Regions from separate parts of the Mus musculus genome. Here region 1 is linked to region 2. A link is a contact called in public HiChIP or PLAC-seq data. All regions are on one chromosome and are shown on one strand. Each heading gives the region's core, a stretch centred on a gene start, on an enhancer-like site or on the middle of the called end of the contact. The rest is flanking DNA. Distances are from core to core; before and after follow the strand shown. Region 1 has its middle 27 kb from the start of Gm30695. Region 2 overlaps Runx1 (runt related transcription factor 1).

What was found. HiChIP or PLAC-seq counts read pairs in DNA pulled down with a chosen protein or histone mark.
Region 1: a contact with region 2 is called in an H3K4me3 HiChIP or PLAC-seq map of craniofacial prominence, with 7 times the contacts expected there. The contact joins two enhancer-like sites. A contact is called at or near these places in 2 of 484 Hi-C or Micro-C datasets (bone marrow-derived macrophages and embryonic stem cells), 6 of 115 datasets of contacts at active chromatin or transcription factors (craniofacial prominence, differentiating embryonic stem cells, embryonic basal ganglia and 3 more) and 1 of 9 other capture datasets (embryonic stem cells).

What each region holds. Positions count from the first base shown.
Region 1 is chr16:93,555,492-93,560,835 of GRCm38.p6, reverse strand. No RefSeq gene overlaps it. Among named protein-coding and RNA genes, the nearest start is that of Gm30695, 27 kb to the right of the region's middle. Within about 2 kb of position 2,110, at least 12 of the 459 cell types and tissues checked have an H3K27ac peak or open chromatin away from gene starts, as enhancers often do. A contact at or near this core is called in craniofacial prominence, where this site is marked.
Region 2 is chr16:92,602,195-92,607,232 of GRCm38.p6, reverse strand. Runx1 (runt related transcription factor 1) reads left to right here. Exons shown (of 8, transcript NM_001111021.2): 8 at 1,109-5,038. The coding sequence ends at 1,578. Among named protein-coding and RNA genes, the nearest start is that of Gm30224, 8.6 kb to the right of the region's middle. Within about 2 kb of position 1,417, at least 55 of the 459 cell types and tissues checked have an H3K27ac peak or open chromatin away from gene starts, as enhancers often do. A contact at or near this core is called in craniofacial prominence, where this site is marked.

The DNA.
Region 1 (5,344 bases), core at 861-3,360, 950 kb before region 2:
GAAATGTTGTAAGAAACAAAGATAGGCACCTAGAGTCAGGTATAAGATGGTTTTAAGCTGAGTCCAGCTGGGGAAACTGTGAAGCAAGCGACAGGCAGTTTCCTCAGGAATTCAGTGAGAACACCGTGTTTCCTGAAGTTCACAGGACAGTGTAAAGCTATCTCTGAGCCAGCAATAGGAGAACATAGTTAAGTTCATTTCATTTGGTAGGTTGGCCATCTTGGTCAGTCACCAGGAAAGAGGATGCCATGGCTCTTGTCACTCACTGGGGTCTTGGTGTTGGTGACAGGAAATCCTTGAGTATGGTCCTACCTACTGAAGAGGTTAGCTGGGAGTGCCTTCCCAACACAAAGGCTGTTATCTGACACACATATGTAAAATACACCGCGAACACACGTGTGATATCTCTAAAGACAGCAAGCACACCTGTAGCCTCTTCTTTTTGTATTCTCCTGCAGCTGTTTCTTTACCTCCATTGTGTCTTTGGCCCTATAACTGCGGGTGGATCTGATCACCAGGAGGTAAGAGAATTTTAAAGAGGGTATTTCCATGGAATGGAAGCACACATTGAGTATTGTCTTAGTTAGGGCCTTAATTGCAGTGAAGAGACACCATGACCACATAGCAACTCTCATAAAGAACAGTGTGTAATTGGGGCTGGCTTACAGTTCAGAGGATCAGTCCATGAACTGATCAGTCATGGCAGGAAGCATGGTGACATGCAGGCACACCCGGTACTGGAGGGCAAGCTGAGAGTTCTACATCCAGGTCAGCAGGCAGCAGGAAGTAGCAGTGACACACTGGCCAGGCGTGAGCATCTGAGGCCTCAAAGCCCACCCCTAGTGATGCACTTCCTCCGACAAAACCCCACCCACTCCCACAAGGCCACACCCTCTAATAGTGTCACTTCCTTTGGGCATGTGGTGGTCATTTTTGTTCAAACCACCACAAGTAGCTAGCATGCTAAACTATATAGATTCAAAAATAACCCAGTACCAGAAGCAAGGAGAAAATAAACAAGACTGGAAAGATACATGGGAACCCAAACTTAAGGGACTGGTTAAGTCAAGAGGGCTCAGGTACATTCTTACTGAGAGTGCACGGGGCAGGTGACAGGTACTGCGAGTGCCTAAGCAAAGCTCCGAGATTTAGAAAAATCTATCTAATGAAGCCTTTCTAACATGCCATGTTCCTGAGACTTAATGCAGTCAGGGCTGTTTCAGGACCTTTGCTATCAGGCTGCTGCAAGACTCCATGGTTTTAGTGAGAAAACAGATATTTGGCGATTCTAATGGAGACTTATAGTCATGTTTTTTTTTTTTTTTGTTTTTGTTTTTGTTTCGTTTTGTTTTGTTTTGTTTTTCTCAAATGCCAGAGAACAGATGCTGAGCTGCATCTCGACACTGCTTGAAGGTAGCATGAGGCTTGGTATTCTAGCACACAGCATACTTCAATGCATGCATTCAATTACCCTGCAAATGACTGCTCTCAAGCTGTGTTCTCAACCTCCCTAATGCTGCTTTTGATCCTGTTCCTCATGGTGTGGTGACTCCGGCTGTAAAATTATTTAGTTACCACTCCATAACTGTAATTTTGTTACTGTTATGGATTGTAATGTAAATATCTGTCCTTTCCAAGGGTCCTAAGTGACCCCTGTGAAAAGGTTGATTGACCCCCTCCCCCAAAAGGTCACGACCTTCAGGTTAAGAACTACTGCTTTAGATTTTCAGGTTGGGGAATCCTTAAAAGTCGTATACATTTAAACGACCCCTGTTAAACTTAATTGGCAACAAAAAGGAGTTACTTCAAACACCTTAGTATAAAGGAGACCCCAGCTCTTAAGACTGGAATTGTTTTTGGAATCACTGTATTCATTTTTCTATGGCAGAGCTGGAAAAACTTAGTCCTTTTACTTAGGGTGGAGTTGGATGAGACTTCGGGGCAAGGAAGTTACTCATTGAGAAGATTATTCTGAATTAATATTGTGATTTTAACCACAGGGGCCTCCAACTAAGCCGCATCTCAAGTGGCGGGAGAGAGGAGCGGACACAGAGAAAGTAGCGAATCCGAGCAAGCCCCTAGTGAAAGTCTGACCGACCGCTGAGTCCTCTGCAGGAAGGGCTTGGGAAGGCGAGTGGAGATCATTTTCACTGCCTCTGCTCCCCTGCTCCACCAGCTGTGCTGAGCTTAGCGGTTTGCTGGGTGCTGGGCTCCTACTTTTATGCTCTCTGCATCCAGCAGGACCTTTCCGCTGTGAAGCATCTATCGGACCTGACAGTTCCCCACTGTTCTGTTTACCTGTAGCCCTGCACAGCCCTTCCTAGCCCCCAGACAACATCCCTTGATATTTAAGAAGCAACCAGATTCTGGGCTATTTTCGCTTGGAATTTTTAGCTTTCTCTCCCCAAATCCCCTCGGGCTATAAATTAATTTGAGCCAGAGCATGCCTTTAAGACAAGGGGACTCTAGTACGGGACAAGGGTTTGCTCTTTTTGAAATTGCATATAATTTAACACGGTATAACCTTGGAAGACGAAATGTGACCTGCTCAGAGAGGCGCAGCGGGATTTACAGAGGCTGGGTGTCTGAGAGCCCTGTCTCAAAGCCGGCAGGTATTCGGTTTCAAATTATCAAAACAGCCTTGTATCAAAACTCTTCTTGGAGTTATTTTGACATCTAAATAATAGTTCTGGCATTTCTCTGAACGTGTAAATCAATAACATCGACTCGGTGCGTTCTTTCCCCTTATTTCCATTCCTTATTCGTCTATAACCTTACATCAGGCATTAATGATTGCTTTAAGCCTTGGCTTAGGTTTGGTACTTTGGCACTTGGTGTTGCTAGAGACTCCTCTTGCTTCCCTCTATGGTTGCTCAGCCCTTCCAGAACGTTCTCTTCCTGAGACAAAGACTCTTCAAAAGCAGAGAAGTGGGTGGAGCAGTTGGCTGGGATCCTTCATTTCAGCCTTCCCCTGACTGTGTTGCAGTCTAAACTTCCGGTTCCTCTCCACATCCTCCCACTGTCCGCGCCCTGTTTTCCCACCGTGGTTTCTGGACAGCTGCCCCAGACCTGGTGCCTGTTGAAGCCTTGACTTTGGGGTCTTAACCCCAGACCCAAAGACTTGGCCTCTCTGGAGAGGAGGTCGCGGAAGGTGCAGTTTTGACTAGAGAGGCTAACAGTGTCAGCGTGAGAAGCGGTCGAGTAGCGTCTCCTCAGATAACTGTTCGTTCCCCCCCAGATACTCCTCTTTAAAATGATATCAGCATGTTGAGACTTTTTATTTAATTATTTTATTTACTTACATTCCAAATGTTGCCCTCCTCCAAGTCCCCTCCCCCACTCAGAGTTCTTCATTCCATTCTCCCTCCCCTATGCCTCTGAGAGGGTGCTCTTCCCTCCCCCTCTCCTGGGCGTCCCCCTTCCCTGGGGTATCAAGTCTACAGGATTAGGCGCATCCTCTTCCACTGAGGCCTGACAAGGCAGTCCTCTGCTACATATGGCTGGGGGCCTTGGGCTAGCCCGTGTATGTTCTTTGGTTGGCGATGCAGTCTCTGGGAGCTCCCGGGGTCCAGGTTAATGTACATGGTTGGTCTTCCTATGAGAGTTCTTGTCCTTTTCAGGTTGACTGTCTGGACCCCTCAACTGAGTGTCTGTGGTCAGTGTCTATTGCTTTGGCATTTGGGACTGGCCTGTGAGCATACCGGGCTTGATTCAGGTATCCATAATGATTCAGGTATCCATATGGTGCCGCACAGATATGGTGCCACATCCTTCTTGGGAGTCATGTTGACCCCTGGAAGTTGTCATGTAGCAAAAGTAAAGCCAGTTAGTGATTTTCTAGTTTCCCACGTTCGATATATAAAGCCAGAGCTGGCCTTGGCTTCAGGAGCGCCAAGTCTTCCAGGCTTTAAGACTTGCTATCTGCTCTGGGCCTGGGTTTGGGAGTGTCTAGCTTCTCCAGGTCTCCGTCCCAGGACGGCATGGTGTACTCTCTCTTCTTATAAGCTGCACACACAGTCAGAGTGTTTTTGTCGTCAGGGGGGAGGCACAAAGTATAAAGATAATAATTTGACTTTTATTGTTTTTTTTCCGTCTTCCTCAAAGAATGTCCATATTTAATATTTGAAAAATAAAACAGGCAGAGAAACAACTCATAACAAAATCAACTTGACTGAAGGCAGAATTCTGGCCTAGCATGCATGATGCCCTGGTTGGGTTCATTCCCTGGAGAAGTCTCAAAATAAAGGCGGTTACAGAACCGCTAACTTAAAAAATGTGGAAAATAACCATGGTTTCCACAGATTAGTTTACTTTGTAGAGGAACAGTACATCTCCAGGAATATAGGCATACGATGGACCCCAGCCTCTCCTGGATACTGGGAGAAACCTGGCTGTGAAACCCTTCTGCTTTAGAAAACAAGGAACAATGTAGCGTGAGGCTTAGCTTTAAAAAACATGGAACAATGTAGCGTGAGGCTCAGCCTTAGGAATGAACACACCACCCGCAGGTGCCCATGAAGTTGGGAAACAGACAAGCGGGCCCATCCAAGGGACCTCCTCAATCTGGAAATTAATATCAGTGTCTTTTCATTTTGCAGACACTCAATTATATTTTGTGTTAGATGCTAGATGGCCCTTTTATTTCTTAAACTTACATTTTGCCCTTATCCCTTTGGTTAATATCATTGTCCACAGCATGGTTCCTTTCTCTAGTTCTATCTCTGCCTGCTCTCTTATGCATCGTGGCTGCTGTGGACATCTTACACAAATGTGGTCAGTCCTGTCCCATGGGTGTTGGGACCTTTGAGAGATGAGCTTGGAGCTCAGTCTCAGGAATTCTGAGTTTAAGGGGCTTGTGAATGGTCTCATGTTTCTTGGAGATGCTAAGAGGATGTTGCTCTTTTGCTCTGTGAACACAGAAGCAGAGGCTAATGTTCTGAAGATCTGGGCGAATCAGACAATTAGACAGAGACACAGACACGAGGGGTGGAGAAACTGGTAGGTCCCAGGCTCTCCAGTCTCCTCATCCATGAGTTCCACCAGGGACAACAACAATTGTCTTACAAATTTCCTTTTGTGACTAAGGCAGCATAGATTAATTTCTAGTATTTTTTATATGATGAACCTTGACTAAGACAATCTCTAGTTTCACAACTAGAATCCAGAGTTAGCCTGGGGCTGGGACGAATGCTTGTGCTAAGAAGTATACTACCTTCCCCCAAATCTGGTTGTTAATCGGCTTTTGATTGCTGTGACAAAATACCCGAAGCAGACACTTAAAAGGAGGAAAGGTTTATTTGTCGCTGTCCATGGTCACGTGACTGTTGTTTCTGGGCCTGAGGCA
Region 2 (5,038 bases), core at 168-2,667:
GTCCTGTTGACTTCTAGGTAAGTGTACATCTCAGGCAGGAATATTCTCAGTGGTTCCCTCCTCCCTGGGCAGGGAGCTGTGGGCAGTCCAGTCTGTTGGGTGGGTGCACTCTCCGTGCTCCCTCCTCCATGGTCAGGGCCAGTCTGGGCACTCTTCTGTGTCCTGAGTAGGAGCACTCCCTGTGCCACCCCCATCCCCCACCCATAGTCATTCTGTGCAATCTTGTGTGACCTGGTTGGAAACAGTCTTGGTGGTCTGGGACACTCTGAGCAGTCCTGTGTCCTGGGTGGGAGCAATTTTGCGGTCCCCCCTTCCACAGGCAGGGGCAGTGTGTTGTGGGGGGAGCACTCTCTGTGTAGCCCCCTACATGGGCAGAGGCACTCTCCGTGGTCCCCCCCCCCCGGGCAGAAGCACTCTGGGTAGTCCTGTGTGTTAGGGCAGGATCACATGCTGTGCCCCCACTCCGTGGGCAGGAGCACTCTGGGTAGTCCTGTGTCTTAGGGCAGGTGCACTTGCCGTGCTCCCCTCCCCGTGGGCAGGGTCACTCTCTGTGGCCCCCCCCTCCATGGGCAGGGGTACTCTGGGTAGTCCAGTATTTGGGGCAGGGGTATTCTCTATGCCCCCCCCCCCCATGAGCAGGGCCAGTCTGGGCAATCCTGTGTCCTAGGTGGGAGCACTTCCGGTTTCCCCCTCCATGGATGGGGCACTTTTGGCAGTCAGTGTGTTGGGGTGGGAGCACTCTCTGGGTCGCTCCCTCCATGGGCAGAAGCACTCTGATTAGTCCTTTGTCATAGGGCAGGAGCACTCGCTGTGCCCCCCCCCCCGCCCCCGGGGCAAGGGCACTCTCTGTGGTCCCTCTCCATGGGCAGGGACACTCTCTGGGCAAGTCCAGTGTGTTGGAGAGGGAGCACTCTTTGTGTCAGAGGCACTCTCCGTGATCCCCCCTCCGTGGGCAGGAGCACTCGCTGTGCCCCACCCACCCACCCACCGTGGGCAGGGGCACCCTGGGCAATCCTGTGTGTCCTGAGCCGCAGCACTCTGGCAGTCTAGGAAGCCTGTGCCTCCCTGACCACACACTCATGCCTTCTCTTCCTCTGCCCGCCCACAGCGGCTCCGGACCTGACCGCCTTCGGCGACCCACGCCAGTTCCCTACTCTGCCGTCCATCTCCGACCCGCGCATGCACTACCCAGGCGCCTTCACCTACTCGCCGCCCGTCACGTCGGGCATCGGCATCGGCATGTCAGCCATGAGCTCGGCCTCTCGCTACCACACCTACCTGCCGCCGCCCTACCCCGGCTCATCACAGGCGCAGGCCGGGCCCTTCCAGACCGGCTCGCCCTCCTACCATCTATACTACGGCGCCTCGGCCGGTTCCTACCAGTTCTCCATGGTGGGCGGAGAGAGATCGCCCCCGCGCATCCTGCCGCCCTGCACCAACGCATCCACCGGCGCCGCGCTGCTCAACCCCAGCCTCCCCAGCCAGAGCGACGTGGTGGAGACCGAGGGCAGCCATAGCAACTCGCCCACCAACATGCCCCCCGCGCGCCTGGAGGAGGCCGTGTGGCGGCCCTACTGAGCTGAGCGCCATCGCCATCGAGGGACTGGGCCTGCCGTCCATGCACAGACCCCGCCAGGAGGGCCCTTGGAGGCCACCAGGAAGAATCCCGGAGGGAAACTGTGAATGCTTCTGATTTAGCAATGCTGTGAATAAAAGAAAGATTTTATACCCTTGACTTCACTTTTTAACCACGTTGTTTATTCCAAAGAGTGTGGAATGTTTTCGGTTCGGGGTGGGGAAGACGCAGCCCATCCTGTTTGGCATCTATTTCTTATTTCGGAGTTTTCTTTTCCGCACCTTATCGATTGCAAAAATGCCTGTTTGCATCTGGGTGGTCATTTATTTTTAAGTGTGTATAGATTTGAGCTTGCTTTTTTTTCTTCCTTTGACCAACTCAAAGAAATAAAATTCCCTTCTCTGTAAGGTTTATTTAACTTTTAGACTTTCATGTAGCTGGGGGTTTTATTTGTGTTTGGTTTTTGTTTTTATTTTTAAAGAGACAGCTACAGCTTTGGGTCATTTTTTAACTACTGTATTTCCACAAAGAAATCCCTAGATATTTATGTATCTTGATGTTTGAACATTTACATATGTGTTGATACTTTTTTAATTATTTAAATGTACTTATATTAAGAAAGATATCAAGTACTACATTTTTCTTTATAATAGCCAAAGTTAAATATTATTGCGTTGAAGATGTCTGGAAAAAAAAGAGATCGCTTGGTTAACTAGAAATATTGTTTACATTAAACTCCCTTTATGTTATTCAAACAAGTTGGTAGGTAACGCAGCAATGTTTTTAATTGGATTGTAGACACTGAGGGTCACTCCAAGGTCAGAAGTACAAAATTTTCTGCTAGGCTCAACAAATAGTCTCATACCTGGCTCCTTCCCTTCAAAAAGAGAGGCAAACTCTGTCCTGAAAGGGTTCAGAGAGGTGCCAAGGATTTGCTCTGAAGAGGATTTCATTTTGGCCTGGAGATATACTTGCCCCAAGGCCTCCTCATTCTGGCATGCTTTATCACAGAGCTCAACCAAGTAAGCTGTTGGTCAGGGGTTTACTTACATAGTATTTACATAGACCCAAACCACTGAATGTGATTTTTAAATTGCCTTCCATTAATAGTACCCGTTCATTGATGAAAACCAAAACTTGAGGCTGTACCCCAAAGATCCAAATAGAAGAGTTAAGACCAGGTGTCTTTGAGGCCTAAAGGCTGAGTTTTAAGAGAGTGTACCCCAAAAGTCTGAAGGAGCCGGTTTCCTTCTCCCAGTCTTAGTGGAATCAGTCATGGGAGGCAGATGCCACGCCCACCTGTGCAGGATGCTCCTCAGAAGCTGCCCCTTCACCAGCATCTTCTCCCACCAGGCCGAGCCCCTGACCTTTGGGGTGCATCAGTGTGATAGATCCTGGTCTCTGCAGTCCGCCATGGCTACGGTTCAGATGTGCATCGTGTCACTGTAAATGTAATGGTACTGTTGTTACAGTGGAGGACTTGGTCAAAATCCAGTTGTTCTACAACGTATGAAGCCTAACCGCTGGTTCTGACATACATGTGCTCAAAATGATCTGGTTGTTTGGATTTTTCTTTTGTTGTTTTGTTTTTTAATGTACCTCTTAAATTAGTTGAAGTGATGTCAGGTCAACTCCGAAGAGCGTTTGAAAGCAGGACTTCAGCACAGTGTTTGATTTTTTTATTATTATTAATATTATTTTATAAATTTAAGCATTCAGATTAGATCTTTGGCTGCAGGCAGCAAAAACGGCTGGACTTATTTAAAAAAAATACAGCTTGTTTTTTGAGTTATCTATATCTATATCTATATGTTGATTCTTTGTCTTACATAGAGCAGCAGCACTTTGGTAACCTGTGATACCAGGTTGCTCTTGTCTGGAGAAGAGCGCTAGCAGGATTCAGAGAAACTCAGAATAGATCTTCATATCAGCCATACCTTCCTCCTCCATCCGGTCTCCACTCAGTTATTCCACAGAACACTTTGACAGCTGTGTTGTCAGAAAAATAAAAAAAAATTTAATTTCTCAAAAGGAGTTTGTTTCTCCAACATTAGATGTTCCTCTTACCATAGGCTGCCGTATCTGGCCTGAGAAAACGGTAGGGAAGGACGAAGGAAAGAGATTTCTATTTTTTCATATTAATTTTGATATCTAAAGATACGCTAGCCCTCAGAGGAGCAGATAATCTCACACATTGAATTTTCGCCCTGGGCACCATGCATCAAGAAGGCTTGTCACTGTGTTAGAGCCATTTAGTGCTTCCTAAACTTTTATCAACATAGGCAGTATTTAGTCTCAGAGAAAAAAAAATCCATCAGGCACATGTAGTCTTGGAGATAGATTCCACGGGGCAGGTATTTCTCTACCTGAGAAATTGTGTTCATTGCCTTCGGGTGCTTCCAGCGGTCTCCTCATTCGCTGTCTTCAAGGAAGACCCATAAGCCAATTCTGAGATAATGGAGCTGTTGGGAATACTGGTCCAGAGAAAGAAAAATGGGATAAGCCATTCTTACTGCTTATTCAAGCCCCTATTTATAATTTTAACACACTTTCCATTCCTTCTGGTTTTCTCGCCGTCTATATCCTCCCAATAGCCCTTCTCACTTTTCTTTTCCCTCCTGCAAACACACACACACACACACACACACACACACATAAGGCACACACACACACATCCTCTCCCCCATACCAAGTGTCCAGAACACAGAAAGTCCAGTTCTTCTCCGTTTATTAAAGAACAGGGTGAGTCAGCCATTCTCTTGCTCACGGGTTTTTTTCCCCAACAGAACAGAGGCGTTGCCAGCCATTTTGGGTCTGCTTTCTGTCCAGATACTGCAGCAAAAACTCTTGAGGATCACAACCCGTTGGCTGAGCAGCTGTGCTGCTGCCCAAACGTCCTGCGCAGACAAACGCACGCTGGGACCGGAAGGGGTGTCTCTCCTTCTGCCTCTTTTCTTTCATACGTTTCTCTCGAAAGGCCTCAACTGAGGACTGCAAATTTCTTTCTTGAAATAACTTTCCCCCAGGGACATTCGGTCTTAGGGATTTTTTGGTTTTGATGGGTTTTGTTTTGTTTTGGTTTTTTTGGTTCTTCTCATTTTCTTTGTAGGAGAAGGCATGAGATGTTGAGGGTCTTTCATACATGAAAATAAATAGTTTGACAGCAATCTCAGAATATATTTTTTCCTTATTTGAACAAAGTACTGTTTTGTTTACTCTACAGTACACCTTTATTTGGTGGGTTTGGCTGTTGGTCGGAAATGCCTTCCCTCTTTCAGCCAGGTCGGTATAGCCAAAGCTGATCATTTGTCTGTTTTTTCTTTTTTTTCCTCAGAAGAGTTGTATCCACAAACTCAATTGTATTTATGTATGTAAATAGATTTCATGCTTCATTATAAAATATTGTTAATGCCTGTAATAACTTTTTTCACATTTTGTGTGTGTTTCTAAGGACTTTTTCTT